Regions from separate parts of the Sus scrofa genome. Here region 1 is linked to region 2. The links are chromatin contacts, called in public promoter capture Hi-C maps. All regions are on one chromosome and are shown on one strand. The core of a region is the stretch at or near the end of the contact, and the rest is flanking DNA. Distances in the headings are between cores, read along the strand shown. Region 1 holds the start of ALS2CL (ALS2 C-terminal-like protein). Region 2 holds the start of FAM240A.

Region 1 (3,397 bases), core at 884-3,383, 49 kb after region 2:
ATGGGAGGGGCAGACTGGGAAGCAGATTCGGGTGAGCTGGGGACCTACAGCAAATAATACTGCTGGGAGGCCTTGAACACCAGATCCCCCACACTTACCTGGGGCCCACCCCAACCAATGCCACACCCAGGGTGCTCCTCCCCTCCTCAGGCTTCCTGCCCTTCCCCTCATGGGGCTGTTAGCTGCACCCCTATGCTGGACTCATGGCTCATACCTCAAGAGCTCCCACAGGACCCCCCCTCTGACCGATGACCAGCTATTCAGCCCTGGCCATGCCCTACTCTTCTCTGGGCCTCAATCACATGGATCCCCTTTGAATTGAAGGTTCAACTATATCACATCTTTTCAAACTATTTTAGTCCTCCCTAGAAAGGATCAGCTGGTGGAGGGGAGCTGCTCTGGGTATGGAGACCTGGTCCTCAGCCTCCCTTCCATCTTGACACAGCCTGGGACCCCTCAGAATGAGTCTTACAGACCCAAACTGGCAACACTACTCTGGGACCCTTCCAGGTTTGTGGCCCCAGAAGAATCTCTAACTCTAGGAAACTGAGTCACACTGCTTGGAGGAAAGGCCAGAGGTTAAGTATGGCTGGGAGGTGGCGGGTGGGGAGAAGAACACAGTAAAAATTAGACATCTGGTCTCATGGCCCCGAGAGTCCCTGCTCCCAAGTTAGGAAGTTTTAGGGCTTCATCATGGAGGCAGTGAGGAGAATGTGAGGGCAGGGGCCAGGCCAGGCATGAGTGTGCCTGAGTGTGTATGTTGGCAGGGGAGGAGGAAGAAGAGATGCTGAGTCTAATACAAATGGACCCAGCAGGAGTCAACCCCTTCATAGCCCAGTCCTACCTCCAATCCACTCCTCTCTGGTCAAGGGCATGGCCTCCTTACCCTCTACTTCCATCCAGTTCTAAGATTCCTTAGTGGAAGGCTGCACATGATATACATATGGCAAAGAACGGGAGGGCCCAGAGACACCAACTTTAGAGCATGTACAGGGCTCAGACCTCACCTGAACTAGGTAGTTCAGAAAGCCTGGGCAACTCACCTTAGGATACACAGCAAGTACCTAGGCTCCCCAGGCAGCCTTCATGTACCCCAAGGGGCAGGGTGAGGACAGACTGGCTTGTCTTGGCGTGCCCAGGTGAGTCAGCTGCTGGTCCCTGTGGCAATCTAACCAACAGTCAGACCTTCATGCTCTCTCTCTCTCCCCCTCACATTCTTGGCCTCTGCCCAGGCTAGGTCCCTCTCAGGAAGAGTCACTGAGGCCGCCTCTGCCCTCTCCAAGGCCTCTCTCCACCTTGGCCACACCCTATCATGGCACTTACTCCTTTATTTCCTGGTCTGGACAAGCTGCTTGCTGTGGAGGCTTTTTCTTGGGCTAACCTGGAACATTCTCCCCTGCCCCATCATCCAGCAAGCTCAGTGGTAGACAGAGGGAGGGGCTGCCCAAGGGAGGGAACACTGAACTGTCACTGCAGACCTGTCACAGTCTCCACCTGCACCTCTCCCTGCACTCTTCCTCTTACCCTCTGTGGCTCCAGCCTTCTTGTCCTACACGCCACCCCCCACCCTCCCAATCTCTCTGGTTGCATTTTTCTTCTCCCTGGCCAGGCACACACAGTCACTGGAATTTCCCAAACATGGGATCCTATTCCAGCCACCAGGAACAGTTGCCCATGCCGTCCTCACAGCGGGCAACACCAGCTGGCGTCACCTTCTCCTGGCAGTCTGTCCGCTGGGTGAGGTGCGGTGGGATCGCCACACGGCCCAGACCAAGCCCCTGGACACTGCCCTCGTGCCATGCACGGGCCCAGGGAAGCTGCCCCTCCGCTGTCCCTAACCGCAAGCCGGGTGACCGCAAAGCAGGAAAGATGAAGCTGAACCCTGCTGGGACGGAGGGACCTTCGGACAAATTTGGACAGTTGTATTTAAGAAGGAGGGGCGGCGATGTGACGGCCTGAGGGAACGTGGAAGTGAAAGTCCCAGCTGGAGCGAGAAGGGAGAACAGAGGGGCGCGGCTCCACATGCACGACCTCTACGGGGCCCTTACCTGTGCGGTGCTGGCGCCCGGCTCAGGGAATGCGGCTGCGGTTGCTCGCTGGCTGACGCCCGCCCAGTGCCGCCGGCCCCGCCCTCACCCCCAAAGGCCCCGCCCCCGCCCCGCCCCGCCCCCGCCCCGCCTCGGGGTGCCGCTCCTGGTCAGAGGCTAGGCGCCTGCCTGGGAGGAGGCAGAACGCTGCATCCGTCCACCTAGCTCAGGAGGTCTCCGACTGGCATCCTCCACGGTCTGCAAGATTCTGGGACCCAGTGGAGGGTAGGGGGAGGAGGAGAGGAGGCGGGAGCAGGACCCCTCCGCCCTTCCCCAACGCACAGGCACACCCACACACGCTCACGCCCAGGAGAGCCGGGCTGTGTCTGGGAAAGCAGCCTCGGTTTCCTTGTTCCGGCAGGGTCCTTCCCAGTCCCCTTTGCCACCAGATTCTGATACCCTGCGGGTCTGGGTGTAGCCCCATAACCTCGACCTGCACGAGTCAGAGAGGACGGCACAGGAGGAGCCCTGATGGGCCAGTGAAACCTGTGCCAGAGTGGGGTATACCAAAGCTGATCCCTGTGGGCCCAGCTTCCGGGCCAGCTGCCACCCTAGTCTGAGTGACCTTGGGGAAAGTCCTCTGTCCCCACTCTTGAGTCAACATGGTCCAATAGAGTGTGAAGCCAGCAGCTGACTGTGTGCCAGGACTGCTACCTTGGAAAAGATGGTGGAAGCCTAGTCCCGGCAGACCTCCAGGGATGGGGAGAGCCCACGGTTCACACCTGTAACAAAGGAGTTCACTGTCTGCTGCCCAGTCCTCTATTCACTTCCTACAATACCCAGGTTCCAGGGTATGGCTGGCATCACTGCCTCTTTCACAGCTGACAACACTGAGGCCAAGAAGACCTGTCCAGAGACAGGCAGTGGAAGAGCAGAAAGGGTGGCCCACCAACCCTCCACTCAAGCCTGAGGCAGTGGAAGGCATTCCCCATCCTGCTTTGCTGAAAAGAGATCCCCAGTGGAGGGGCATGCATGGCATGTTTGACGGTTTCTTGGCAGGTCTGTGGGTCACCTGGCATATAGGGGTGGGCAGGCAAGAGGTCTCTGGTGCTTGGGAGGAAGGGCCAAGGGCTGAAGAGTGGCCATGGCCACATGTGGAGAGAGCAAGATGGTCCGGCAGCATGTGTTCTCACCACTTTGCAACAAAACGGGCAGATAGGACAAGCCCTGATCTTGTGCTGGGTGTCTCTGGGTCAGGCCTTACCCCTCTCTGGGCCTCAGTTTCCTCATCTGTGCCTGTATCTGAGGGAACACAGTGCTGCCTAGGCTCAAGCAGGAAGGGAAGGGCCCTGTTGGCTTCCTCCCCAGAG
Region 2 (3,315 bases), core at 344-2,843:
AGTGCTTACACTACACAATGGCTCTGCTTGTGACATCCCTATGCCCAGCCCTTACCACCTCAGCCTCCCAGAGGCCAGCTCTGAACTCAGACGTGACCATCACACAAGAGGACAGGATCAGAGACTGTCTTTGGCTGCATGTTAAAATCACAGGGGAAGCTTTAAAAAATCCTGATGCCCAGGCTACATCCCAGGCTGATGAAATCAGACTCCCTGGGGAGGGAGCCCTGGCATCAGTTTTTTGTAAATCTCCCCAAGTGATTTCAAGGTCAGTCAAGGTCAACAGACATGGATCCAGAAAGAATAGAGAAGAGAAGTAGAATTATCTCCTGCCTCTATAAAGAAAGTTGGGGCAGTTGTGATACTTACTTACTGTTAATTATAGTACTATACCCTATACAAATTTGAGGTTTTAGAACTACAAAAGTTATATTTATTCAGAACTTTATAAACTGCAAAACACTTTCATATTCGTGATCAAATTTAATCTTCAGAGAAATTTTAAAGATGAGGAAACCGAGGCCTGGAGAATCTATCATCAAATAGAAGGTGCATCAAGTGAATGGATGAACAGGTCTGGAGTGAACACCTGGCTTCGAACCCCTCTCTACTCCCACCATGCCCACTGCTCGCTCAGTCTTTCTGAGAGAGCTGTGATCCAGACCCTCATGCTGATTCCTGACTTCAGTATTTCCCCTTGGACGTCAGCACCCAGGCAACTCAAACTGTCCAGCACTGCTCAAGGTCCCTCTCTGCAGCCCTCCTCCCAGGTGGCCCACATTTGCACACGCACAGCCAGGGCACCTCCACTGACATCTTTCACCTTCACGTTCCACATGTAGCTTACCACCTCCAGAATCCCTGTGAATCCATCCACTCTTCATTACCCTTGCTTCTATCACCTGGTCATAGCCTCTCCCTGGACATTTGCAGTAGCCTTAGCCTTTTCCCACACCCACTTTCACCCTCCAGCCTGTGATTTTGACCTGTCTGCTGGACCCACTGAGGTCTGGGAGTTGGGAATGGGTCTCTTCATGTAAAAAGTGAGTATTCTTGAGAGTCTGACATGTATGACTCCATACACAAGCATCCACACATGCACAGGGACAAACACACGCACACGCACACATGCGCACACCTCCAAGTTGGTTGCTTGGATGTGTCAGACGTTGGGACCATTATCTGCGACAAACCTTTTTAGTAAAGTAAAGGGCTTGAAAACATTCAGAATACACAGCCTGCCTTATGCCACTTATGGTTGTGGGACCACGCACAAGTTCTGTCACTTCTCAAATGTCTCATCTATAAAATGAGGAAGGGGATGTGGTGATAGCTAAAGAGACCTGGGCATAAAGTGCCTGGCACACACCACCTGCTGATAAAAAGCTGAGAAGCCATTCTTCTGTGAGGAGGAAGGAAGGATAGAGGGCACTTTCCAGGGTGCCTATGACATGCCAAGCTCCAGCAGGGAGCTTCTGCAGTCACACCTCTGTAACCCATCAACAAACCACTGTATCCTTCTCGTGAGGTTCTGTGCCTGACTCGGGTCCCCTCAGGTAAATGGCAGGGTCTAGATTCAAACAGTCTGTACCTTCCAAAGTCTAAGGGAGCATGTTCTATGAGGGTTCAGCTGATATCTTCTTTTTCAGGGGATGAACAATCAGTACGTCCGCCGAGAGGTCTTCTGCCGGAACACCTGTCACGAGCTCAAACGCTTCTGGGAAAGGGAAATTGGCAAGCAGACTTACTACCGAGAGTCAGAAGAACATCGCCTGGGTAGAAGTGCACTGAGAAAGTACGTGGCTCGTTTAAAATTTTAAACGTTTTAAAATTAATTAATTTTAAATATAGATTAATTTTTAGAGCAGTTTTAGGTTCACAGCAAAACTGAGCAGAAAGTAGAAAATCTCCATACACCCTCTTCCCGCCACACATAGCCTCTCCCACCAGCAACATGCCCCCCCCACCAGAGCTATGATCCATAAACCAACATGGGCATATCATAATCACCTTTGCTTACCTGTTTTTAAAAGCCAAATTTATTTCAGAAAAATGCCAGATAGGCATCCTAGAGGACAAAATTATTTTAATTTTCTATGCATGGAGTCCTGTCACCATCCATGGTTATAGGCAGTAACTTTTAAAATTCTTTGAAGTTAACAAATGTATACTCTAGTTCTTATCTCTATAAACAGAAAACTCTCTCCTCTCTGTCACCATTTCTAGTGCGTGAGGGTTACACTAAATTTAGGGAGTAGGTCAGCAGATATATCCAAGAAGAGCAAGCAAAGGAGACAGTGACCAATTCTCAGTACTTGTTTGGGTAAAGACACAGGATGTCCTGCATGGTTCTGGGAGGAGGGCCAACGGGCTTTCAGCACTCTGGTGTGCATCCCTGTTCTAGCCGAGTGAGTCAGTGGAGAGCAGCTACTCACAGGAGCAAACCAGGGTTGCAGTCTCTGTGGAAATAGTGGCACAGCACCACCCTCTTACATACTGCCTCCTAGTGGCTGCAGGGAGTCACCCACAGGCCACAAGAAAAGGCTCAGTTCTCCATCCCCTCGCAGGGAACAGCCCAGCTGCTGTCTGTTCACTGACACAGCTAGTGTGTGGCCAGAGGGTGGTGGCACAGGTGTGTGCTGGCCCAATAGCAGAGCCCATGACTCCAAACTGTTAGTCCATGGTTGCTGGGATGAGAATATGAATTAACTCACAAGAGTTAAACCCACTGTTTGCCTTCCAACACCCCATCCTGAGCCCTAGAGGGAAACCCAGCCTATTCCATGTGCAGACACCTGCTCAGCCATATTCCTGGCCACAGGCAAGTAAAAGCAGGCTGTCCTCCGCACTGAAGTATTGAGTAGGGCATCTTATCCAGGGATTCTCAGAGAACTGAGTCATGTGGCCAGTCATTTCTGCAGTCCTTGCCATCTTCCTCCTCCCAGGCCAGGCCACTCAGCATGCTGCACACCAGAGGCCACACTGAGTCCTGGGACAAGTGTGTGTTCCATGGGGAAGTCCATAGAAGGCCCGAGGTGGAGTAAAACTGGCCTGAGGATGATGCAAAACCCTTGCTCCAAGCAAGGAGTAAGCCAAGGGGTGAACCAAATGGGCTCTGAAGAAAACTGTGCTTTGTTAAAACATTAAAATATATGTGTGCAGTCTCTGTCTACACACATAACAAATGACTGCAAAAAAGATGCTTGTGGGGTGGCAAGACTCCAACTTCCTATTTATCCTTCTCCTATTTCTTCTGATTTGGACCCGGGTCACCCGGCTCCAGAGGATCTCTGCTCCTCACCACTACTCCACATT

Evidence for each region. Promoter capture Hi-C pulls out the DNA fragments that hold promoters and counts their contacts.
Region 1: a promoter capture Hi-C map of fetal liver shows a contact between it and region 2, with 2.3 times the contacts expected there. The contact joins the promoter of ALS2CL here to the promoter of FAM240A in region 2. A contact is called at or near these places in 1 of 5 promoter capture datasets (fetal liver), 1 of 47 Hi-C or Micro-C datasets (retroperitoneal adipose tissue) and 1 of 2 datasets of contacts at active chromatin or transcription factors (skeletal muscle).

The regions. Positions count from the first base shown.
Region 1 is chr13:29,616,782-29,620,178 of Sscrofa11.1, forward strand. ALS2CL (ALS2 C-terminal-like protein) reads right to left here and starts at 2,134. Exons shown (of 26, transcript XR_002337512.1): 1 at 2,049-2,134.
Region 2 is chr13:29,568,463-29,571,777 of Sscrofa11.1, forward strand. It overlaps FAM240A, which reads left to right and starts at 1,594. Exons shown (of 2, transcript XM_013981588.2): 1 at 1,594-1,795. The coding sequence starts at 1,653.